Linked DNA regions of Mus musculus: region 1 is linked to region 2. A link is a contact called in public Hi-C data. All regions are on one chromosome and are shown on one strand. Each heading gives the region's core, a stretch centred on a gene start, on an enhancer-like site or on the middle of the called end of the contact. The rest is flanking DNA. Distances are from core to core; before and after follow the strand shown. Region 1 has its middle 38 kb from the start of Cops2. Region 2 holds the start of Secisbp2l (SECIS binding protein 2-like).

What was found. Hi-C and Micro-C count contacts between places; a contact is called where the count stands out from the background.
Region 1: a Hi-C map of Sertoli cells shows a contact between it and region 2, with 2.5 times the contacts expected there. The contact joins the enhancer-like site here to the promoter of Secisbp2l in region 2. A contact is called at or near these places in 8 of 39 promoter capture datasets (the 3T3-L1 cell line, 3T3-L1-derived adipocytes, the C10 cell line and 4 more), 1 of 15 datasets of contacts at CTCF or cohesin (the NIH/3T3 cell line), 49 of 484 Hi-C or Micro-C datasets (the AML12 cell line, B cells, the Ba/F3 cell line and 34 more), 8 of 115 datasets of contacts at active chromatin or transcription factors (CD8 T cells, the HPC-7 cell line, the SCID.adh cell line and 4 more) and 1 of 9 other capture datasets (adipose tissue).

The regions. Positions count from the first base shown.
Region 1 is chr2:125,817,582-125,824,679 of GRCm38.p6, reverse strand. No RefSeq gene overlaps it. Among named protein-coding and RNA genes, the nearest start is that of Cops2, 38 kb to the left of the region's middle. Within about 2 kb of position 2,744, at least 18 of the 459 cell types and tissues checked have an H3K27ac peak or open chromatin away from gene starts, as enhancers often do. A contact at or near this core is called in Sertoli cells, cochlea, cortical glia and 1 more, where this site is marked.
Region 2 is chr2:125,779,805-125,786,913 of GRCm38.p6, reverse strand. Secisbp2l (SECIS binding protein 2-like) reads left to right here and starts at 4,044. Exons shown (of 18, transcript NM_177608.3): 1 at 4,044-4,315. The coding sequence starts at 4,292.

The sequences.
Region 1 (7,098 bases), core at 1,495-3,994, 39 kb before region 2:
GGACAGTCCTCACTCTGGGGTGCACATAGTGTTCTTCACAATCCTGTTTTCTTCTTTCCTGGTTTGAAGGAAGTCCTTTTATATTCTAGACATTAACTTCTCTTCAACTTGCAAAGTTTCTCTGAAGCATTATCATTCACACCCAACATTAAATGAAAACTTTCATTTTGATGTTAAACCGTTCCTGGTTTCCCCTAGCGTTGTTCTTTTTGTTCAGGATTGCTTTAGCTGTCTGGAATCTTTTGTGCTTCCATATGAATCTTAAGCTGTTTTTTTGTTTTGTTTTGTTTTTTCCTGTTTCTTCGACAAATAGTGTTGGAATGAACACAGTGGGCTCACTTCTTGTTGAATACAAATAAGCCCAGCTGAGTCATGAAAGAATGGAGGAGGATAGCTCTCCTGCAGCAGGCAATGAGAGCATCCTCTTCCCCAAACTAGGAGAGGGTGAGGAGGCATCAGAGACTCATACATATTCATATGGGAGGTACTTTGGGGTGGGGACATTCCAGCACATGCCCAGTTTTTTGTTTTGTTTTAATTTATATTTTGAATCAAGGTTTCTTTGTGTAACCCTGGCTACCTTGGAACTCACTCTGTAGACCAGGCTGGTCTCAAATGCAGAGATCCACCTGCCTCTGCCACCTGGTGTGCCACCGCTGCCCAGCCATAATTTAAACTAAAAGTAAAGCATATCTTGAAGGAACAGTTTGCCTCAGAAGGACTTGCCTTGCTTAGTCGCTAACAGCGCTGCAGTGTTGACGGGGACTGCACTGCAGCGGCAGATGGGTTTTGGTAGGAAGGCCATTTTCACAGTATTGATCCTAGCAATCCTTTTCAGTTTCCTCCTAGTGCCGGAGTCCCAAACTCATTTCTTTCTATTTTTCTTTTTCTTTTTCTTTTTTAAGATTTATTTATTATTATAAATAAGTACACTGTAGGTGTCTTCAAACGCACCAGAAGAGGGCATCAGATCTCATTATGATCTATGGTGGTTATGAGCTGGGATTTGAACTCAGGACCTTCGGAAGAGCAGTCAGTGTTCTTACCTGCTGAGCCATCTCACTAGGCCCCCAAACTCATTTCTTAAGTATTGGAATTTTTCACTGCAGAGATCTTCCTTCAGCCAGCCAGGGCAAGACCAGCTCAGGTTTACAACTAGTTAATAAAAATACCAAGCCTCTGTTCTATTATGCGGGAGCTAGAGCAGGCTAAAGAGGGTGTAGAATCGCCGTTATTTGGGAGCAAACAAAGCACAGCAACACTCCCCCTAACCCTGCCTCTGGAAAATTCTACTAGAATTTTCCACTAGATTAGAATTTACTACTAGAGTACTCCAAGCCAGCTAAGTCTCCTCCCTCTGCCTTCATCTTGACACCAAGGTGCTGGGATTACAGATTCCTGACACCTACTGCATCCAGAATTTTTTATTTATTTATTTACTTACTTACTTACTTATTTACTTATTTGTCAAATGATCTTTTATTGCAATATTTTTTCTCTTGTCATTTATCGGCCTGGTGTTCTACTACATCACTGCTAATGTCATCTATGGTGTCATGAGGGTGGCAGCCATCCGCATTGCAGCCCTCTGACTATGCAATACCCAATATCTCCTTAGTAGTTCTAGAAAGTTCTTTGAGTAAAGTCAGTTGCCACAATTGTCAAGCAGTGTTAGCAATCTTATCAAAGGTGATATTTCCACTGTGTTTAATGTTTTCCTGCCTCTTTTGCTTTCATGACTCTTTGATGGCTTCAGTGATCAGGGCAGAGGCAGAGGGGACCACCTCAGTCTGGCCTGGTGTTTTTCTGAATGACCAGGTTCTCTGTAATGCTCAGACTTTCCAATCACTGATTATTTTGGTGATACATCTTAAGTACATGACTTTGATGTCATCGGGGGTGAAATTGAGCAAAATAATAGAGATAGCAATGACAGATGGGCTCAGATTTGTGACAACTGAGAAAGGTTACAACAGAGCATCCAGGAAGCCAAAAGCAGCATTTAGCTTTTTCTGTGGGATCCTGGAGTCAAATTCAGAGAATCAGGCTTGCACAACCAGCACCTTTACTTGCTGATCCACCTCCTTGGCCTGTGCAGGTGATTCTGATGGGAACTCTTTTTCTTAACAAGGATAGCTGGCACAATATTGTATTCCTCTATGTGCACATTACTTTGTCAGACAACAAGTCTTGAAGTCTTCTCCCTAAATTATTATTCCTAGAATGTTCATTCACTCATGGATAGCCCAGGGTGGCCCCTAATTCACGGTCCCCTGCCTCGGGGTCCTAAATACAGGAGTGATAGAAACATACCACCACACCCAGTTTAGGTATAATTTTTTTCTGCTTGCATACGGGCCAGAAGATTATCTGCAAATAACATGATCATTACTTACTTACTTACTTACTTACTTACTTTTTTGTCAGATGACCTTTTATTGCAATATTTTTCTCTTGTTATTTATCTGCCTGGGTATTCTACTACATTGAACTTGGGAGTTCTTTGGGATATATAGTAAGAATCTTAGTTATTTAAGGTTTTTGTCAACAGCTTAGTGACCATCCTTTCAGAAACAACCAGTGCACATAAGGCATAGAATTGTTCAGTATCTGGCATCTGACTCAATGTTCTGCAATTTGCTTTGTGAAAAATGTACGTTTTACACGGTTACAAACAGGACTCCAAGCTGAGGTGCAGAGAGACATCTCACAGCATTAGACTGCTTTGTCCCTGCAGCAGCAAAAAGCCTCTTGAAAGTGACCTTTGTTTCAGTATGTGTGGCAGGAGCAGAAGCAGTTTACAATAAACAATATCTCACAATAATGGCTCATTCTTTGGGAAAAAATCCAGCAAATGTCTTAGGGAAATGTCACCATGCATCTGGTGGTCAGCAAACTTGGAGTAGGGTTCCTATCTACTTCTGCATTCCACACCCAGGCTCACAAAGAACTGGATTATGAGAAAGTTCATTTTTAAGCGAGATACTCCCACTATTTTCAGTATCTCTAAACGAGCTAGATTTCCAGAGAAAAAGCTCTATGGCAGAATCTCTGCTTGTTACTTTTACTGATTTGTGGTCCGAAAATAACCTCCGACATTCTAACGTTTTCATGCCTACTGTGTGCAATTGCCTATCAACACACTGTAAACATTTCTCATTTAGTTCACACAGTCACCACTGAGGCAAGCACCGCTCTTTTCTGTTTCCTCTCAGGTAATGAAAAAGAGGCACAAACATCCCTACACCTTAAGCTACACCTCACTGAGAGAACAAGCTGCACTTTCAACTGAGAGCATTTGTAATCCCAAAGGCTGCTAAGCTCTGTGCTGTCTACTTTCGGCTCTGGTAGACCTTGTCCCTTCTCTTCCCACATAATCGCTTCGCTCAGTTGGGACACTCTAATCAGCACATCTTCGGCCTTCGCTTAAACAGCATCTTGCCTTTTCCATCTCATCTGTCTTCTAGAAAATGCTATGGCCGTGCAGTTCAGACCAGCCTTCCAGAAGAGTCAGCCATCACTGTTCATCAAAGGGAAAAGTGGGGCATCCACATTAGCCTTGTTTTGAATCCAGGAGGAAGATGCCACACCCGTTCTGGGAACACATGCTTGGGCCCCAAACACAACTTTTACTGTGGGCTGTGTCCAGGTCACCTTTTAAGAGACACAGTTGCCAGCCACAGTTCTGTGATTTGCACGGGTCTACACTGCTTCTCTCTCTCTCTCTCTCTCTCTCTCTCTCTCTCTCTCTCTCTCTCTCTCTCTCTCTCTCTCTCTCTCTGTCTCTTGCCTCTGCCACCACGAGAAACAGTGTATATTTCACACATGTTTGTTCAAGCTGAGTACTTCTGAGGTATAAGCTCTCCGTAGAGGGTTTGTCTGTTTTCTTCATTTCTATATCCCGAGTAAATAGAACTGTGCCTGTGACCATGGTAAGTGCTCAGTAAAAGCAATTGAGTCCCAAGGTCTCTGCCTTCCTCACCCCAAACCATAGTCTGCCAAGACCTCTGCTGTTCTGCTTAGTTTTCTCCTGCCAGCCAAGCGATCAATTTCATGAGGGCAAAGGCAGCACAAGAGGTCTATTATCTGTGCAGGGCTCCTCCCAGAGTTCTGGGCAGGTAGTCAACTTCATTAGATGTTTGATGATTAGATGCTATCTGTAAGGAGCCAGTGTCTTTCAACCAGATAACTATGGAACCTCTCCAAAAGGGCCAGGTTACCAGGCAAGAGGTACACATCTTTCCTCGGTGCTCAAACTCTTGGTGACAGGAATTCCTACGACTAAGAAAAGCCCAATAGAGTCTCAAGGTGCTTCCATTTGGGGAACACGGGAGCTCTGTTAATGGAAACAGGACAGAATCAGGCAAAGGGCTAATGAGGCCATTGCTAAGGGACAAGGAATGTCAGGAAGTTGTGATTCCACCGAGAAGCATGACACACTCCTGGTTAACTCAAAGCTCTGTGACAGGGGACCCTACTGTTTAGCCCAGCTGGCCTTGAACTCACAAGGCTCCTGCCTCTGTCTCCTAAGTGCAGGGATTTATAGGTGTGCACCACCACACCTAGATGAAGTTTTTTTTTGTTTTTAAAGTGATGTATGTTATAGTATAAATGAATTTTAGAGAAATCAGACACACAAGGCCTCGTGTCGTATAATTCTGTTTAGTATGACGTATCCAAAATAAGCAAGTGTGTAGAGACAGGGAATACGAGTGGTTCCCCAGAAGCTAGGGAAAGAGGGAGGTTGGGAAGGATGTGAGTGACGACAGTGGTGTGGACACAGACAGCCATGATGGGTGTATAATTCTGAAATTGAACTGAATCATATACTCCAAAGCGGTATTTGATGTCATGTGACCTCAATTGAGAAAGACTTCCATTTTCTTGAAAATTACCAAGGATATTGATTTTAAGTATTCTAACCACAAAGAAGAGATATATGCCACCATTGCATACACTAGCAAGATTTTGCTGAAAGGACCCAGATATAGCTGTCTCTTTTGAGACTATGCTGGGGCCTAGCAAACACAGAAGTGGATGCTCACAGTCAGCTATTGAATGAATCACAGGGCCCCCAATGGAGGAGCTAGAGAAAGTACCCAAGGAGCTAAAGGGATCTGCAACCCTATAGGTGGAACAACAATACGAACTAACCAGTACCCCGGAGCTCTTGTCTCTAGCTGCATATGTATCAAAAGATGGCCTAGTCGGCCATCACTGGAAAGAGAGGCCCATTGGACTTGCAAACTTTATATGCCCCAGTACAGGGGAATGCCAGGGCCAAAAAGGGGGAGTGGGTGGGTAGGAGAGTGGGGGGGTGGGTATGGGGGACTTTCGGGATAGCATTGGAAATGTAAATGAGGAAAATACCTAATAAAAAATTTTTTAAAAAAAGAAAAGATATACGCATTAATTAGCATGGTTTAATATTCTACAAGGTATTTATATGTTAAAACATATTTACAGCTGGGCATGGTGGCGCACGCCTTTAATCCCAGCACTTGGGAGGCAGAGGCAGGCGGATTTCTGAGTTCGAAGCCAGCCTGGTCTACAGAGTGAGTTCCAGGACAGCCAGGGCTACACAGAGAAACCCTGTCTCAAAAAACCAAAACCCAACCAAACATACAAACAAACAAAAAACCCCACATATTTATGCTTAATGTATTTAATTTTGTTTGGGAAGTAGAGGCAGAAGGATCAGGATTTCAACTACATAGTAAATTCAAAGCCGGCCTAGATAAAATGAGACTTTGTCTCAAAATAAACAAAGAAAAAAGCAATAATATGTATGTATGCATGTATGGACATATGTATGTATGTTATTTGTTAAGTAAATACTTTTAAAATAATTTTTAAAAATGCAATGTACAAAGTATTGTTTATTGAGAGGTTAAAGAATTATGAACCCTACAAGTCAACACCTCTGATCTCTGAGAGGACGTCTTGATCACTACATGTATGTGGTAGAGTTTTTACAGCAGAGTATCTCTCCCCAATCTCCAGCTAATCTGCTGAGAAGGGAAGCCAAGTGTATATACAAAAACCAAGATGTGAATCCCTTTGGTCTTGTGTTTTAAGACAAGGTCTCATGACCATCTATGTTAGTCTTCTCAGCACTGAGGTGAGTGTGGGTGTGCACCACTGGACCTGCCTGAAAGGTGGGCTGAGAACTAGCAGGAAGCTGTTCATAAAAGTGTAGCAACTTCCGGAAGACAGTATGTCCACATCTCCCAAAGCTCAACATGAGATTCCACAATGCTTCATCCCCAAGAGAAATGAACGGTAGCCCGACGTGAAGACCGGCATGTGATGTTCCTATCAACACTAAGCAAGATGGCTCCATTCTCTCAGTGCTCATCCTGAACAAGAGAAGAGTGGAGATGTGGTCCCTTTGAGAGATAGAAAACTCAATAGAAAGGTATGCACTCATAGCAGCCATGTGGATGAGTCTTTTCAAAGTTACCCGAAGTGAGCGAGACTTAACAAAGTCACCTCAGGCTGCTGCATACGACATGAAATGTCCAGAAGAAGCACACTTGTCGGGGGATGAGCCAGTGGCTGCTGCATACGACATGAAATGTCCAGAAGAAGCACACTTGTCGGGGGATGAGCCAGTGGCTGCTGCATACGACATGAAATGTCCAGAAGAAGCACACTTGTCGGGGGATGAGCCAGTGGCTGCTGCATACGACATGAAATGTCCAGAAGAAGCACACTTGTCGGGGGATGAGCCAGTGGCTGCTGCATACGACATGAAATGTCCAGAAGAAGCACACTTGTCGGGGGATGAGCCAGTGGCTGCTGCATCCTGGAGGTGGGCGCCAACTCAGCCATCATGAAAAGTGAGGAATTGTGTTGGGTGGGGGGAAAATTGAAAACTGACATCTAATAATGTCTGGAGTATTGGGCAAAGTCATGAAGCTCGCTGAATTGCACACACAGGAGGAGTGAAATCTATGATACATAAACTCACTATTGAGTCCAGTCTGGCCTCAAACTTGTGATCTTTCCTGCCTCAGTCTCTCAAATGCTGGGATCATGGGTAAGCACTCCCACAGCTGGGATCATGGGTAAGCACTCCCACAGCTGGTTCACCTG
Region 2 (7,109 bases), core at 2,795-5,294:
TTTTCAGATTCTCTAGCATTTTTTTCCTCTTTTTTGTTCTTTCATCTTCCCCTCTTTTGTGTGTGTGTCAGGTCCGATATCATCTCCTCAGAGGTCAACCCATCTCGAAGGTTCCATCTCCCTCTCCAGCTGCAGTTGCCATAAATAAGGCTTTATTTCCTTCACAGTATCCTCTTCATCAGTGTAACCCTTTAAAAATATGCTCATTGTTTGTCTCCCAGAAGAGCTGGTAAGTTGTACCATAGCAGAGACAGTATCTCATTTACTCTGGTATTGTCCTACCTTGTCCAGTGCCTCCCACATCACTAACTGTATGCAGATCTAGTTAACTAAATCACCATATACTGTTATCTGGAAGAACAGTCCTTGGCAGACAACACCTAGGGTACCAGGGGTTTTTACCTTAGCACAAGTACTTGTCTGCATGCAAGAGCAGCTCTGACGTTCCTGGAGCTGTGACTCCGTTATCCCACTATTCACCATAGGCCATGGTGATGGTGGCGGAGGTGTGGTGGACATGATGACTCTCATAAGTACTGCTTTGTTCAGAGAGGTCTGTTACTTAGCTAGCTTCCACCTTCACCCCAGGACAGAAGAGATGCTTCTCCTAACCTCCAGCCAATGGAGAGCTGTGGGGGAAATACTTGGGGACTGTGACAGCATCTCCCAGAGTCTGTGAGAATACAGGGACTTTACTGACACACCCAATTTCCTAGGAAAAGCTTTGTGGGTATAAAAAACAGTGCATATAAGCCTGGCTTTTTCTAATTGTAGATTTGTAGATGTACGCATTTTCCCCAGAGAAAAGGAATCCTGAACTCTGCCATTTGCTTTGATATAGATAAAAAATAAGATGGTTTAATGGATAGACAGAGGAGAAGCTAGATGGGCAGCCATTGGATAAGAGAGTAAAAATAATGTCCTAGAGTTTGATGAGAGGGATTCTTAAAAGATTGCCTGCCTGAGTCTCCAGGGCATCAAATTGGGAGTGGCAGTCCCCCAGAAGCATATGATTTTTGACTTCCTAATTACTTACTTGTAATATGCTGGGTGTTGGTATGGACTGGGAAGACACTTCAGCATATGAGGGAAATACTTGGTAGAAAAAGAAGTTTCAGTAATCATTGGAGACAATGATATTATTTTATACCTTCATAAAGACCAGGTTACAAGGCTGTATACAGGGTAGAACTAGATTTGACTACAACTTCATTTCTTTTGTTGTAAAATTTACATCTGATGGCATGAACACAACTTTTAAAAATATATTAATTTAAAAATTTTTTTCATACAATGCATTTTGATCATGTTTTACTCTCCCCCAATTCCTCCCAGGTTCTTCCCAATTCCCTACCCATTCAGCTTCATGTTCTCTCTCTTTCAAAAAAAAAAAAGAGAGAGATAAAGCAAACACACACACACACACACACACACACACACACACACACACAAGAATAAAAACTTTGGTTTATTTATTTATTTTTTTGAGACAAGGTTTCTCTTCGTATCTCTGGCTATCCTGGAACTCCCTCTGTAGACCAGATTGGGCTCGAACTCAGAGATCTGCCTGTGCCTACCCTTGCTTCCCTAGTGCTGGAATTAAAGGCATGTGCCGCCACTGCTAGGCTTGTTTTCTTAGTTTTAAAGAATAGATAGATGATCATGTAACTCTCCCTGCCATCCCCCTCACTCTCACCTTCACCCTTAATGGGTAACCTGGCATCTTATTTCAAGGAGAAAACAAAAGCTATTCAACCGCTTCAGCACTGGAGCCTAAACTTAGAGTATACATGACTCTAGCCATATTGCATCTTTCCTTCTGTCATGTGGGCTGTCTCTAGGAAGCCAGTTTCTTCCAGTGACTTTTTATCTTGCACTTCCAAATTCTTCAGAGAGCTTGTTCCTATGTATGTGTGTGACTCTGTCTGTCTGTCTGTCTGTGTCTCTCTGTATGTATGTGTATGGTGTTTTGGTGCCTGCTAAGGGTTGAACCTAGATTCTTATGCATGCTAGGTGTGCAGTCTACTCCTGAGCTCTCTCCCTAGCAACCTGTCCCCCTTTTATTCTTGTTTTGGAACTAAGAGGTAAATCTCAGGCTAGCCTTTGCCTCTAGCCCAGGCAGCTCTTGTCTTCTTCCTCCCACTGACCTCGTCTCCGTTACTTGATCTCCATTACAGATCGTTCCTTGCTTGATCTGTTTGGAACTTGTTCTCTCACGTCTACCTTCTCCAGCTTCAATCCCCATTCCTACTGAACCTACATTACATCTCCTTTGGAATTACTTGCTGTGTGTGTCTTGCCCACAGGACAGATGTGGCCTTTGCCCTTACTATGTCTCATTAACTGCTGAACTTCCTTCCAGTGATTAGCCTTGTACTTAGCACTGTGAATATATTAACATGTGTTGCTAAATGAAAGAAGTCATTTGTATCACATGTAAAATAGTTCTTTAAATTTCTTTGTTTTATCCATAGATTTATTATTCTCTTCTTTTTTTTATTATTTTCTTCTAATAGCCAACAGCATTCTCCCTTTTAGGATTACATTACATTAATATGGCACTGTGACACTTCTTGTTTCTACAGTTCTTACACTTTACCTAAATATTGGACTTAGAATATTCTCATCAAGAACAATTTCAGTCGCAAAAAATCATACAATATGGAACGATATTTAGAGACTCTGTATTTACATTTCCTCTTACAGATCCTTCAAAGAAGGGGAAAACCTCAAATACCGTACTGCATTAATGACTTTTTAACTCAGGCTGGGTGTCTTGCAGCTAAAGACCACCGGTAGGGGCACAGCTCATCTCATCTTGCTGTCAGAAAGGAGGGTGAGCCGCTGTGGCTTATGTAACTGCCCTGTATAAATAGCTTTGCTTTGTGGATCAGCCTTAAATTTCTTCTGCAGCCATTGAATCCTGAGCAAGGGTTTGTAATAGACTCTAAGGAATCTGACATTACACAGCTCACACATTTTCAACACAAATGCATGTGCAACTGAAATAAAAGTGTGCATACAGTGGAAAAACAAAACCAAATGCACGAAACTCTCATGTACAGGCATAAGTGTTTCTCCATCATGTGGTTTGCAGACCAGCCTTCATATGTCCTGTAGACAAAATGCATTCATTTAAGCTGGCAGAAATACAGCTTCCACACTAACATAGCCAGGATCTTTACAGACCACTCTCTCCTTACAGACTTGGATTAACTGAAAAGGCTTTATGAACATCTCCCAAAGCGTGATGACGAAGCAGATTTCTTAGATATCCTTTTCCCTTTTCCAGACATAGATCCCCTGGCCAGTGACCCTAACAGCAGCCAACTCTACTCTCTTTCTTCACTGAAGTATATATAATTCAGCTGACCGACGTTATCAAGCCAGAACTCTTGTGGAGAGCTTGTGTGTGTTGGAGGCTGTCTAACTCCCCAGAGGGAATCTACCAGTAGGGTTTAGTTTCAAGGCAAACTCTAGTCTTTAAGGAGCTGATGACCTGGAGATTAAAAGGAACAATTCTTAACCATATGGGGAAAGCAGAGGAGAAGATAATCTCTTCTTGGGTAGTTATGCAGGTTTTGGGTAAAAATAGGGTTCGAAATGGGCAAAATCAGCCTGGAGTTGAGGCTAGATGTGAGTCTGGAACCGGGACAATAACATTAATTAATCATTATTTGTGGAGATTTTTTAACAGGGCTTCTTACCTATGGCTGCTACTCTGTGTATGCAATTTATTTGTGCAATTTTCAAAGGGCAAGATTGTTCGTTCTTTTCATTCTTTTAGAGTACTGACAGGATCACAGGACTAGTGAGCAGCTACAAGCTCTTCCAATATCCTGAGTAGGTTTTGCCTTCTGAGCAGTCTCTGAGGTCCCGGCAAAGTGAACACATGCGTCCTGAGTTCCAGGCAGCCCAACCTGCCTAGGTGGGAGTGGGAGGAGTAACCCAACCAGGCAGTGCCCCTGGCCTTGGCTGCCCGCTAGCCACCCCCCTCCCCCCGCCCCCGTCGCTCCTCGGCCATCCCCGCCCCTGCGTATCTCCATTTCCTACTGCGCCTCCGCCCTTTCGGTCCCGCTCGGCTTCCGTCCCAGATGATCCCTCCCCGGGGCGGCCGCCGCCTCCCCCGCCTTGAGCTGGAGCCGCCTCCCCAGCCAGTGGCGTAGCCGAGTCGGCGTCCGGCCGGCTGTGCGGAGTGGACCGAGCCCGGCGGGACCGAGCGGGGGGCCATGGAGAAAGCGGCCCGCGGCGCTGCGCACACCGACTAGAGCCGGCGCCTGTCGCCGGCGCCATGGACCGAGCGCCGGCCGAGCAGGTACGCAAGCGCCCGGGCTGCTCTCGGGCCTCCGGGCCGGCAGGCCGCCGAAGCTGAAAGGCCGGGGGAGGTGGACCGGCGGAGCTCAGCGGCGACAGCGTTGCCCTTGCAGCAGTCTGGAGTGTATTTCTTTTATGAAGAGACTACCGTGGTTTACCCTTGTTTTCCTGTCTAGTTACTTTGCAAATAATTATTCTTTTAAAATGGAGCAAGAGTTCAAGTTGAGTCCATATTCGTATTCGCACAGTAGTTCCATTAGTGGTCTGTTAGTGTTTTGATTGCATCGAATTCTTTCTGGAAGAGTTGGGAGGAAGGGCTAATGGCAGGGTGAAAAATAACTTAGAAGAATAGTGTCATGCTTCCTCCTCCTCCCCAGTATTTTACAGCTTCCCTGGAAACGACTTAATTTGACTGAGTGTGATTTTTGTTCGCTGTCAATTTCCCTCTACCAGGACCTTGGTCAGTTAGTCACATAGTTGAAAGGAGAACACTGGTGACTTGCCTGTTAGTTTTGCGAATAGTTAATTAACTCGAGTAAATGAGATACCATCTCCCAAGTTTCTGTTTATACATAGTTAACGACAGTTTTGGTTTTGAATCGCACACTTTTCAAGCCAAAACACAGCTTTCTAATTTTGAACACTTCGCCGTTTCTGTTGTTGATTCTTGTCGTATTGTCCATTCTATCCTAGACCTCTTATGAAAGATTTCTCCTCTCTCAGCACTTTCCACAGGACCTTACCACACAGATTTAAAAAGGAAAGCAAATCTTCCAGAGATTAGAAGTTTATTTTTATTAAAGAACACCAATTACCAAGAGAAAATTGATGTGGGACCACTTGGAAAATACACACTTCACTGTGGCCCGGAGTATTATGTTACAGTATGTAGTGAATTTATTAAAACATTGTTTTTGAGAGTAATTCTGAAAAAGGAACCTGAGATTTCCAGCCTTGACGAAGGAAAAGGAAATTTCCTTGCGCGTGTGTCTCTAATGAAAGGGTGGGATGTTTTTGTCCGTCCTGGGCACTCTGGAAGCACTAATGCATATGTATACTCACTTATGTCTCCTTTCATCTTAGAGGAAATGTAATTACCTGGTTAGATGGTAACATTTAGCATGGCACTCCTCATGTGATTACCCTAAGAGCAAGTGTAGCAGATTATCTAGAGAGTATCCTCTTCTGTCATTCCACAAACTCCACCATGTACTTAAATTCTTGGAAATCTGAGAGCTAGGGAAAAAAAGCCATGCAGAAGGATTTGATAACGAAGGGTTTTTGTTTGTTTGTTTGTTTGTTTAAACCTCCAGTACCTCTTGCCTCAGCTTGGCCTACAGTCAGTACAAAACAGCCTTAGTTAGGTAAAGGCCCTCAAGAACTATTTGTGATATGTGCCAAATTCCCATCCCCTCCCTAGTGTTTTGGTTTTTCCTTTTAAACCATTGTTGGCTTATGTTCAGAATTTCTGAAAATGCCTACAGCATTAGCTGTTGTCGTGCTTAGCAGTTTGCATAAGTCAGTTTTTTATAATTGTACTCAACACAGACTTGTTGTGTTTCAAGTTAGCCTAAGTAATAAATCCTTGGAGGACTGCACAAGAGTAACTTTAAATGTTTGTGTCTGAAGGCCTTCGTGCCATAGGTTTTATAAACCACTCTTTACATAAGCTCTTTATAAAAAGATAAACCTTACATATGTTTATAAGGAGCAGTTCATTGGCAATAGAGTGCTAGATGGATAATCCTAACTACTAACGACTGAAACCATCTTACAGCTGGAATAGCCTCTTGAGTATTCTCTTTTACAAAGACTATTAAGTCAAAACAAGTTCTGTCAGAGTTAGCTGTTGTAAAAACAGTTATTACTTGGTATGATATTTGTGTGTGTGTGTGGTGTGTGTGGTAGGTGTGGGGAGGTTAATGTGCATGGTGTGAATATAGAGGTCAGAGGTCGAGGTTGGGCGGATCGCCTCCTCCGCTGCTCTCTGCCTTACTTTTTGAGGCACGGTGTCTCACTGAACCCAGGACTCACTGAGCAGCTAGGCTGGGTGGCCAGCAGATCTCAGAGATCTTCCCCTCGATGCCTGGAAGAGCTGGGATTCCAGGTCCTACTTGTGATCTCGCTTTTTGCCTGGGTGCTAAGGATTCAATTGCAGTCTTTATTCTCACACAACAGGTGCTCTACGAGTGCTTCTCCATGGCCTCCCTTTTCTCAGTGATGATGGTGAAGATGGTGATGATAAAGCTTGTGTAAAGGGATGTGAGGAATGAGTTATGGATTCATTTGTTTAGAGCGATTCAGGGTCTCTGTTTAGGAAATCAGGTGTGCTTTGGAATTTTTAAATAATGTGCATAGACGTGACACTGAGGGAGTTTCACAGGCTGCTGTATAGTGCTTCAGTGCTCTAACTTAACTCTAGTCTTAACTTTAGTGCATTCAGGTCAGACTTCTAGAAGGACCCACAAAATCACTGATTATTCTCTTCTTTCATTCGTAGAAAAACAAACACAGTGAATTCCTGGGGCTTTGTGCAGTTTTGTCACAAATAAGGATGTAAGATTGGCTGGTGAAATGGCTTGCTTGGTAAAAGTACCTGCTACCAAGTCTGATGACCTGGAACCCACGGAGAAAGGAAGGAACCAGTGTCTGAAAGCCACCTCACTGTAGTCCATGCATGCATCACATACACACATGAACATACAATAAAATGACAAAAATAGAAAATTGTTTGAACCCCTTGTAGCAGCACAGTCAGTTTTTCACATCTGTAGGTCCCACATCCCTGAAACACC